2 separate regions of the Rattus norvegicus genome follow, and region 1 is linked to region 2. A link is a contact called in public HiChIP or PLAC-seq data. All regions are on one chromosome and are shown on one strand. The core of a region is the stretch at or near the end of the contact, and the rest is flanking DNA. Distances in the headings are between cores, read along the strand shown.

The links. HiChIP or PLAC-seq counts read pairs in DNA pulled down with a chosen protein or histone mark.
Region 1: an H3K27ac HiChIP or PLAC-seq map of oligodendrocytes shows a contact between it and region 2, with 5 times the contacts expected there. The contact joins the enhancer-like site here to the promoter of Ndufb1 in region 2. A contact is called at or near these places in 7 of 12 Hi-C or Micro-C datasets (the A7r5 cell line, Schwann cells, frontal cortex and 3 more) and 1 of 1 datasets of contacts at active chromatin or transcription factors (oligodendrocytes).

The regions. Positions count from the first base shown.
Region 1 is chr6:127,309,082-127,314,707 of GRCr8, forward strand. It overlaps Lgmn (legumain), which reads right to left. Exons shown (of 14, transcript NM_022226.3): 11 at 4,559-4,759; 12 at 1,365-1,535; 13 at 609-676; 14 at 1-358. The coding sequence ends at 316. Among named protein-coding and RNA genes, the nearest start is that of Lgmn, 35 kb to the right of the region's middle. Within about 2 kb of position 1,455, at least 36 of the 93 cell types and tissues checked have an H3K27ac peak or open chromatin away from gene starts, as enhancers often do. A contact at or near this core is called in Schwann cells, where this site is marked.
Region 2 is chr6:126,885,093-126,890,444 of GRCr8, forward strand. It overlaps Ndufb1 (NADH:ubiquinone oxidoreductase subunit B1), which reads right to left and starts at 3,772. Exons shown (of 3, transcript NM_001402546.1): 1 at 3,704-3,772. Cpsf2 (cleavage and polyadenylation specific factor 2) reads left to right here and starts at 4,030. Exons shown (of 15, transcript NM_001106753.1): 1 at 4,030-4,175.

The DNA of each region.
Region 1 (5,626 bases), core at 205-2,704, 420 kb after region 2:
AGCTTCGAGAATTTCTCCGGTTCCTTCACTGGCTACAGAATCCGCAGTGAATCTGCTCTTGAAAGCTAATGGACAACAAAACAAACCCAAAAATTCCTAAGAAGCAAAAGTTCCTTCCTCCAGACCCAAACTGGCTTCTTAGTAAGCAGGTATCCTCAGAAAGCAAGCCCTGGGGTGGGCGGACGGTATCCCTGGGGGCGGGGCTTAGGTGCTGCCTCTGACTCCGCCCTTCCGGTCTCCGCTTGGTTCACTCCGGTTGGTTCACATTCCAGTGTACTGTGCTCACTCTTCTAGAAGCACTGGGAAGAGAGCTGTTCAGTAGTGACTAAGGCACACTTTGTCCATGGCCATCTTTATCCTGCAAGAAACAGGAAGATGAACCAGATGAGCTAAGCCAACCCTGACGAAAGCAAGACGTTATCTAATTCTGGGCAGGAGTTCCTAGCCATCACCACTGGGAACCCAGGCCCTCCGATTCCACTGATGAGCGGCCCCAGAAAAAAAACTGGGTCGTGGAGCTACAGTCTACTCGGGCCAGTGTATACCCCCCACGCCCACCCCGTGCTTTCAGAATGACGCCCGTCTTCCCAGTGCCAAGCACGCTTTACCTGTCAATCGGATATGGCTTCTCACAGAGGTTGGCCAGCACGTACAAATACCGCAAGGCATGCTCGTACTGCAAGAAAACAAAGAACCGCAGGTGAGCACCTCACCACGCAGTCAGCTTGCCTCGATTCTTCAGTCACAGAGAAAAACCATTTCAGCCAGGACTTCGAGGTCTGTTTAGGTCACTTCGGCAATCTGTAGGTATTCGCACAGTCTCCCCAGGAGAGACGAACATCGCACACACCCTCAGAGCTGGTGAGGCTGATAAAGCACTGCCCAGCGCCAAGCTGGACCACAAAGGTGTAAAGCCAGGCTCTGCCAGGGTTTGGTCTACAGGACGCAGTCTGCCCACCTTCCTCCAGCAGGATTCAAGCATCCCACGGTAAGCACGGGACTTTTTAGGGACCAACTAGCTGACTGACTCTACAATTGGCCGAAACATCATTCTTCACTCTCTAGGCTGTGCTCTAACAATAAATCTTAGGGGATGGACAGAAGAGACATCAGGAGGAAGAAAGAAGACGTCTGGAGATGTGAGGATCGGCGAGGGGTGTGGGGCCACCTCATCAAGAGAAGCAAGCACCTTTCAACAGTAGTGGGGCTGTCACCTACGACTGTGGTAGACAAGACACATGACAATGAATTAGACATCCAACTTCCCAAGGCCCAGATAGAATCTTTCGGTCCAAGCCGGTGCACCTAGTCAAGCACCACAATCCCAGAGGCAGGAGACTTGAGGACCCTGGCCAGGGACTCACCATGACTGAGTGCCAGTTAAAGCAGTGTGTGCGGAAGTGGGTCACGGCCTCCTGATGGCAGTCATGTGCTGTGAGCATGGCTCTCTCTGACAGATGTTTCTGAGCAGTTTCCCCAAATCCTGCCAGCAGGGAAACGATCTTTTGCACAGACTTCTCAATGATGTGCCTGGCCTAGGAAAAGAAGAGACAGCTTCAAAACGATTCTGGTTTAACGTGCTCCCTCCCGGCTCTACGGTGAGAAGCATATTCAGAGGACTATCCTGACATAGCCTTCAGCCCACAGTGAATTCAAACAGTTTAATACATGTACTCAACAGAAATGGAAAGTGTTTCTGGTTTCTGAGACACTGGAAAGGCCAGACCTTCTAGATCTCCTATCACCACAGAAGAACTGGCATCTGACACCAGGAGGGTAGCCTGTGCCTGACGGAAACCTACCTCTGAGGCACACCGCTATCGTCATCCGACCCTGCGTGCTCCCTGGCACCTCTGCCTGCTCAGGAAACCAGGGCTGGTTGCACAGAGAGCACAGGGGCTCCATGTTTGTCCCAGATGGTAGAAAAGCAATATAAAGACACTGCTGAAGCCAGACCTCACTTCTCCACAAGTCTCTGACCCACCCACTGTTCATCTCCTGCATGGCTGAATTGTTCACACCACCCACTGCGACAGACCCAAGTGTGGTCCCAAGCACAGGGTCCCTAGAGCCCTGCAGGCCCCACAATGGCTTCCCTATGTTTCAGTGAAAAGCCCAGAGCCACAGAGTAAACAACAGCGCAGTGTGAGGCTGTCCCCTTTCACACTGGGCACAGAACTCTGTGAATATGAAGTGATGCTACTCTGTACTAAACTACTCCTGTTTTTTGAAAATGGCTATTTTTTTTCCCAGAAAATATACAGGGGCACAAAGGAGTTTCTTATGGTTATTTCTGAATGAGTTCAATTTTTTTTTTTAAATCTCGATCCGTTTTTTTAGTAATTATTTTACATAAAAATGTAATGATACAACAGTTAGCAGGAAATTGTTGAATCTAGTACACGTGTAGGCTTCGAGACAGTTTTCAGATTTACAGCAGAAACCAGAGAAAATCTACAATATACACAATGACTCAGAGGCCAACACAAGGGTTTAGTTTCTGTGACTACTCAGGGGATAAAGACAAAACGCCCTTTCATGGCACTGTTACTTGTTCTGAGACAAGGTCTCGTGTAACCCAGGTTGACCTCTAATGCAATATTTTAGATAAGGAACTCCAGATCTCCCTGCCCCCACCTCCCAAGTGCAGGGACTGAAGGCATCTAACACAATGCCTGGATCATTTTAACTCTTAAGACACTGTCAACAGACACAATAACCCATCACAGACAATAAATAAAGGGACTCAGGAGGTCAAAGATTAGAAAGAAAAAGGACAGTTATTTCCACTGTTTGACATCAATTAAAAACATCCTGGCTACATTCTGGGGTAACAAGTTTCAAAAATATATATATATATACATACATACGTCATAGAAAGACATTCATGGGGACTGGGGATGCGGTATGGTTTACAGAGTGCTTCCCCAGCATGCATGAAACCCTGGTTCAATTCCTTTTTTGTTTTGTTTTTTTTAAAGATTTATTTATTTTATGTGAGTACACTGTAGCTGTCTTCAAACACACCAGAAGCGGGCATCAGATCCCATTACAGATGGTGGTGAGCCACCGTGTGGTTGCTGGGAATTGAACTCAAGACCTCTGGAAGAGCAGTCAGTGCTCTTAACCACTGAGCCATCTCTCCAATTCCTAATCCTAAGAACCATAAACTCGGGACCATGGAACACCAGCACTAGAAAAGAGGATCAGAAGTTGTCCAAGGCCATTCTCAGCTAAGTGGCAAGTCGGGGATGGCCAGTCTGAGATCTATGAGATTCTACTTGGAAAAGTAAAATAAATCAAACATGGTTTTGTTTTTGTTTTTGTTTTGTTTTTTTTCCCCGGAGCTGGGGACCGAACCCAGGGCCTTGTGCTTGCTAGGCAAGCGCTCTACCACTGAACTAAATCCCCAACCCCTTTTTTTTTCTTTTAATCTCCATGTATCCTTCAGCATCTGGTGTTGACTGGGGACAAGCATTACCACAGGCTGGCTTTGGGGCTGGGGATTTAGCTCAGTGGTAGAGCGCTTACCTAGGAAGCACAAGGCCCTGGGTTCGGTCCCCAGCTCCGAAAAAAAAAAAAAAAAAAAGAACCACAGGCTGGCTTTGTTGGAACAGAAAGGCACAGATGAGAGAGTACACAACTATGACTAGGAGGGTCCTCCTGCCAAGTCCACTAACTACAGAACACAGGGACAGCTGTGGGGCACAGGGACAGCTGTGGGGCACAGAGACAGCTGTGGAGCACAGGGACAGCTGTGGGGCACAGGGACAGCTGTGGAGCACAGGGACAGCTGTGGGGCACAGGGACAGCTGTGGGGCACAGGGACAGCTGTGGGGCACAGGGAGAGACATCAGCTGCAGGAAGAGCTTCCGGCTGGGACCACTGAGACAACAGAATTGTTTTTGTTGTTTTTGCTTTGCAAGTTTTTTTGAGACTAGGGATGAGGGGGGCGGTCCATCTTTTTGCATAGCCCTGGCTGTCACGGAACTCACTCTGTAGACCAGGCTGGCCTCAAACTCAGAGATCCACCTGCCTGTGCCTTTGCCTCCCAGTTGCTGGGATGAAAGGCATGCGCCATCACAACCTGGCTAAGACAAGGGAATGATTTTGTACATCGAAGAAAAGAAAAAAAAAAAAAAAAAAGATTGACTAGTGACTAGTAAATCAAGGTGCTGTAAGATAGGATGCCTCGAAGGGACCACCCACAGGCCAGAGCGTCTCAGCAGATTCCAGGAAGCCAGGCCTCTAAGCCTTCCTGCTTGCTGCTAAAGAGGTCAAAGTTAAAGAGGTCAAAGTTAAAGAGGTCAAAGTTAAAGAGGTCAAAGTTAGGATGACGAATGCTCTGCTTTCCAAGAGCACCGAGGCCATACTTCTCTCTGTATCTGGGGAGGGAGCACCCCGAGTTCTAGTTGCTAATTGTGTTTATACCAGGACACACACACCGACACACACAAACCGACACACACACGCACGCACACACACACTCACACGCACTTACACCTTTAATCTAGACTTGGCCTGGCCTCTCTCAGGAGTCCCTTTGGCCGCTACTTACATCCAGAAGGTGCTGGATCTGCCCGACGAGAACTTGGGATTCCTTCATGTTGTTGGTTCTCAGCAGCTTCCTTTTCAGGATGGTCAGGGGCACGTCAGGGCTGGGGGTGAGGTCAAGGTGTGTGACTGGAGGCAGCGAGATGGGTGAACTGGCTCTGTGCTTCATTCCTTGAAACTGCATCACTTTCATGGTAGAGATAGACTGAAGGAGGAGAGAGAGGATACAAATTCAACGTTTGCTGAGAAAAGCAAAGTGTGTCAAGCGTGCCCTGGCTCTCCACGGAGAATCATGGTTCTCTGCGCTTTAAACACTCTGAAGGGCCCCAGTCACCTGAAAGCATGTGGTCAACTCAGGCAGTAGGGCGAGATGACACATGTGTGTGTGGCTGAGATCTACCACTGAAGAACTTCAAAAATACCCAGTGTGCTTTGCGGTGAAGAGCTCCTTCACAAGTAAAACCCACTGAAGATCCATAGTTATGTAATTATTTTAGCTTTGACAACCCTAGATGTGCCCGTAGCCCTTGCTCCCGTCTGTCCCCAAGGACCAGCAGCAAGGAGGTTTCAAGCATCTGTCCAGGCTGCTACTGAAATCTGGGTCCCACGAGATTGGCAGAGCTAGGGCCACAGGCCAGGCTGACACTGGGCCTCAGGCTCTAATGAAATGCACAGGTCAAGACGGACCCAACCACAGGGAAAGATACAAGTCAAGCGTTCTTGTTCTCAAAGCAAGCAACATCAGTGCAAGACTCTGAAATTAAAATCAAAAAAACGGCAAAGTTCCAACCATCAGGCACACACACAAAGAAACAGAGAGACAGACAGAAAGACAGAGGCAAGCAGACAGACTATAAATGGACCAGCACCTGCACTAAGAATAGGAAGCCAAAGATAGGGCCACACACACACATCAGAGCAGGGCATTCCCAAAGTCACCTGTCTGGCTTTCACCATGCCCTGTTCTCTCCTGCACCTATTCAAGTGTCCAGCCAGGGCAAAACAACCTATGTACACTTCTTGTGTACTGTGGCTATCACACTGCTGATGGGCTTGGAACCACGCAGGCCAC
Region 2 (5,352 bases), core at 2,522-5,021:
TACAATGGTTGAGAGGACATGTCCACCCTAGAGAAGCAGTGCATTATTACTGCCAGCAAGAGTGCTTAATCTGTGTTCACAGATTACATTCTTGCTTTATCTGAATTGGTCTCTATACTAACACATTTCTAATTATTTCTCAAATTTTTAAGAATCTAGTTCCTAAAGCCAGTGTTAGACTGTAACCATTAAGTTAAACGTTGCAGTTACTATATAGTTCATAACATTTTCACATAGGGAATTCCAGTTTGAACATCACTGATCTCTAAAAGTATTATGTAGCACACATGAGATAAACATATATTCACACCTTAGCCATCTGTTAGTTTTGTTGTAGCCTGTTGCCTAGTTACAGCTGGAATTCTCTACCTTACCTATCCATCAGAACCACCTGGGGAGTCCTTTTTAAACTAGAGACTCTGCTTAACCTCCAAGGTGAAGCTGGAATAACAGCCATTTCTACTGGCACTCTGAGAGACTGATTTGATCTGACTCTATCAGGAAAGAGAGGAGTTAGGACTATGGGGCTCTTGCCACTTATAGACTCGTATAGACTCCAGAACTCACCCACTGGCTTGAATACAAACGCTTCTTGGAGATTTAAATGTAAGTAAAGCCAATCTTCATTTTCTATAAGAAAGTTGTTCTCTTACCCTTTATTAAGCAGCATCATCTGCATTTAAAGTATTTCTTGAAATGTTAACCAAGAACTCAACAAGTGAACTGATTACCTTTATAAACTGGAGCCAGTTAAGTACGGAGATGATAAAGACCGTTGCAAAGTTTGCGAAGTCACTTTTAATAGCACTCAACTGCAAAATACTAGTCAATGTCTGTGTTCATGAGACTGTGTTTGAGTTTGGCAAACCCAGTGGCCACCTACACTTTCTGTCCTTATTGCAAACTTAAGGGCCAGAAAGATGGACTCAGCAAGGAAAGGTGCCGGCCATCAAGTCTAAGGACCCTAGCTTGATTCCTAGGACTCACACAATGGAAGGAGAGCTGACACCAAGTTGTCTGCTAACTCCTGCATCAGTGAGTGTGCTCAGGCATGAAAACGCACACACAAACATGCAAATGTTTTTTTAAAGCCCTTCGCTCCATTGTTTATACAGCATTTCTGCATGAACAAGTACGTGCTGCTTCCCAGCTCACAGCCACCTGTGGGCTATGAGTCATTCCTCCTGCCAATTCTACACGACGGGTTTGGCCTGGCTCTACCTAAAAGACAAGAGGTAAGCCTCATGGGCCTCTTGCCGCATAGGGCTCGCACACACTGGAGGCATACTGACAACAGTACTAAGAAACAGATTCTTCACAGAATCCACGGTTGGCCTCTGCCACCATGAGGGAATATCTGTAAGGGGAAATGACAAATCTTTGTCCTAGAGCGGCCTCTCATATTCCAGTATATACTCGACTAGCTTGGGGAGCAACGCAGTGAACATCATCTACATAGATGTTTGTCTGCAAGTAGATGAGCAGCGAGGGCAAAAGTGGACATCTTTGAGGCAGCACGAGTTTCCATAAAATGGGTAAGAGAAACAGAGTGAGGATCTTGGTCATGGGCTAAATCCATAGAGCTTCATCTAGTATAGGTGAAGGTGGTGAGGACCTGGAAAAGCTTCACTTCAGGTGTTGGGTAGGCTAACAATGTTACCAAGAGGATAGGGCCAATTAATGCTTTAAGGACTATATTCCTGGCTGCTGCTTAGAAGAGCACACATTAATAGTCTTTAGCGCTTCAAATTTACTTTTATTAAACTTTTTGTACATGTGTGTGTGCCTAAACATGAGTACAGGTACCCAAGATGGTCAAAGGCATCAGAGCTCTTTGGAGCTGGAGTTGTGAGCCGAGAGCTGGGGTCCAAACTCGGGTCCTCTGGAAAAGCAGCAAGCACTGTGAACTACTGAGCCCAGCCATCTCCCTAGCTCCAGGTGTTTTGTTTGTGGGGCCTTAAGAAGAATTTTGTTGTTATCTCAGAAATTTGGAGCAGCTATAGTATTTTTGATTTGTTTTTTAAGACAGCGTTTCTTTGAGGCCCTGGTTGTCCAGGATCACAGGAATCTGCCTGCCTCTGCCTCCCCTGTGCACCACTGCCTGGTGCTTAGTATTGGGATAAACAAAACAAAAGAACTGGGAAGCTGGGCAGTGGTGGTGCACTAATCCCAGCACTCAGGAGGCAGAAACAGGAGGATCTCTGTGAGTTCAATGCCAGCCTGGGCTACACAGAGAAACCTTGTCAGGAAAGAAGGAGAGGGGAGAGGGAGGGGGAAGTGGAAGAGGGAAAAGGAAGGAGAGAGGGGGAAGAGGGGGAGGGGGAGGCGGAGGGGGAGAGGGAGAGGGAAAGTAGGTTTTATCTTAGGGCATTAAGGAATTATCCTGTCTTTGAAAAACACATTCTCACAGAGCCACACATTGTGCCTTGGTCATTTATTCTTTAATTTTAAAGTGATCCTTTTGGGGTGGGGGCAAGCTTCTTAGAACTGAACAGGTTGGGTTTTTTTTTTTTGTTGTTGTTGTTTTGTTTTGTCTTGAGACAGTCTTACTGCGAAGCTCTGGCTGGCTTCAAACTTACTATCCCCCTGCCTCATCCTCACAAGTAGTTGGAATTACAGATGTGGGCCACATGGAAGAGGTGTTTCTGCGTCATCACTAATCCATATACTCCTCACCATACACTGCAGGTTTGTTAAGTAACAACGTCTCAAAACTGGGAGCATTTTTTTTTTCAGATGAAGAAAACCAAATTTAGTTACAGTAAAGTAACTTGCTTTAAGTTACTGGGTAAAGAGTCAGGATTAGCAGAGTACCCAGGCAATCTGTATCCTGACATGGCTTAAAACTATTATGTTCTACTTACTCTCCTATGTACGGAGGTAAACATTTAACATTTAATAACTCCTCCTTTTCTTTCTTCTTTGCAGAGCCTAACTGTATGTATGTGTATGTAGACAGACAGACATGTACACCAAGCTAGTCTCGAATTCACAGAGATGCCTCTGCCTCCTGAGCACTGGTAGGCATGCACTACCACACCCAGCTTTTGTTTTTAAAAACAAACAAAAAACAACAAACCCCACATATATCCTAATATTTTTCTCTAACACAAGTTTCTTCTCCCTTTTCAAGAAAACAAACTGCCGTCTTATTTTGGAGAGTCACTCTGGATTCACGCTGGAAACATGTAGACTTTTTAAGAGGCAATACCTTGTGTCCGACTGGACCCCACAGTTCCTTATTAAGTATTACAAAGTATCACCTAAGCCAAGGAAAACAAGTGAATGCATGGAGCTATGAAACCTTTGCGAACACGACATACACACGCTGGAAACCACGCAGAAAGCCATGTTTTTAAAAGGCAAATGGGTAAGTGCGGGTTTCACGTTTAGGAGAGTTGAACCAGGAGGCGGATGCCTGGGCGAATGTTCCCTGCTTCTGGATAGGAGCTGCATTCCCTACTGTGGGTTCAAGAATGGGATCCTTGAGAGCCCTTCCTAGTCCCTCGAGAGCGAGGCCATCGGATCGTCCCCAAAGACGCTTTGATTAAGCTAGCATAGCGAATTCTCTGTGAAAGGTGTGAAGCTGACAGCGCGCAGAGGTCACCCGAAGGCGACCCCGATTTCCCCTCCATGAGAGCGTTCCCCAGAACCCTCCCGCCTGCACCACCACAGAGGGTGGCACTGGGGTCCCCAGACCCACCTTCAGCCCGGTGTCAAGCGCGACCAAGGACAGCCGCAGGGAGCTAGGCCACTGGCGACGGCGGAAGCCGTGACCCAAGGAGCTGCCACTCGCCGCGCCCGCCCTGAGGAGAGGGGTGGCGATGGCCAATCGACGCCTCTCTCTCCCTTCTCACGAGTGAGTCCTCTACATTTTGAGCTTTAAATATCGTGATAGGTTCTGGATAAAACTTGGATCCAAGCTGACAAGGTTTGCGAGCTTGGCGCCGTCACTTTCCCTGAACCGGTTCCTCGCCACCCCTACAGATGGTGTCGCCCGGGTCGTGCCCGCCTCAGCCGCGCTGCTCAGGCCCAAGATGGCGGCCACCACACAGAGGCTCCTGCCGGCTGTTCTCCGCCGCTGAGCGCGCGCTAGGTCTACTCGCTCTCCGACTTGCGTTCCACTAGGGGTTGGGAAGGGCAGCGGTCGGTACCGGGGGAGATTGACCTGGCAGGTGAGGATGGGAGAAGAAAGGAGCCTTCTCGGGTTGGGAGGAGGCCCTCAAGGAGCTGGGTTCCCGCATCGGCCCGGTGTCGCCCGGACGCGCTCCCGCGGTTTCGGTTGTGTCCGTCTCCGTGGTTCCTGGAACAAGCGTTCCGCAAGGGGAAGAGAAGGCTGAAGCCTCGGGGTGTTTGGAGCGCTCCTATGGTTCCTCCTTTGCCCCTTGCCCTCCTTCTGTCCATTTCCTCTGATCTTTCATCCTCTGGAACTAAAAGTTAATCGGAGTCCTGCTTGGGCTCTTCCCCTGTTGCCGCTTTACTCCCCAAGCCTCCCCATCTGTGCCTTTCCCATCTTGGGTTCAGAGACCACGAGGCCAGGTGCCCTCCTAGCTCCTTAACTTCAAAGACCCTTGAGAGGTTTATGCCACGCCTTGCTAGAATTAACGTCGCGCTTAGTGCCTCCACAATCACTGATTCCCAAGATCCCATTCTTATTTTCCTTGCTTATATACGTTTCAGGAAACCAGAAGTCAGGCCATTTCCAAGCCCCGTACTCCGGCCCCAGTGACAGGGAAAACTTAAGCATCTTCTGTGCCTACCCTCTAACCTTTAATTTTACAACTCCCTTGCCTGTTTCAAAGCCTCTCTTTACCCGTACGAGTAAAGAGAGACTTCTCCCACTCTCTAAATCCCAAGACTAGTCCAGATCCCTCTTTGCATATCTCTCATTGGTTGTCCTCAACGTGCACGATCATTCTTTTTTTTTTTTTTTTTTGGTTCTTTTTTTCGGAGCTGGGGACCGAACCCAGGGCCTTGCGCTTCCTAGGTAAGCGCTCTACCACTGAGCTAAATCCCCAGCCCCGTGCACGATCATTCTTGAGAAAGCAAGTATGTGATATATATTCGGGATGAAGCAAAGGTAGTCCAAATTGGGTAGACATTCCTGGGGGAATTTCTGATATGGTGAGTTCATTGCTTTCCGCACATTTATTTATATTGCTGTGAGCACTGTGCTTGGTTTGGGAGATGCGAAGACGATCGCTTTGGTACATTAATCCGTTCGAAAATACTCCTTTGTGCTAAGTAATCAAGCTTTACCTGGGAACAATGAAAAGACTGCACCTGAGCTGGATCAAGAGGAATTTGCTAAGCCTGGGAGCAGAAAAGGGATTAAAAACATGAGAAGGCTGG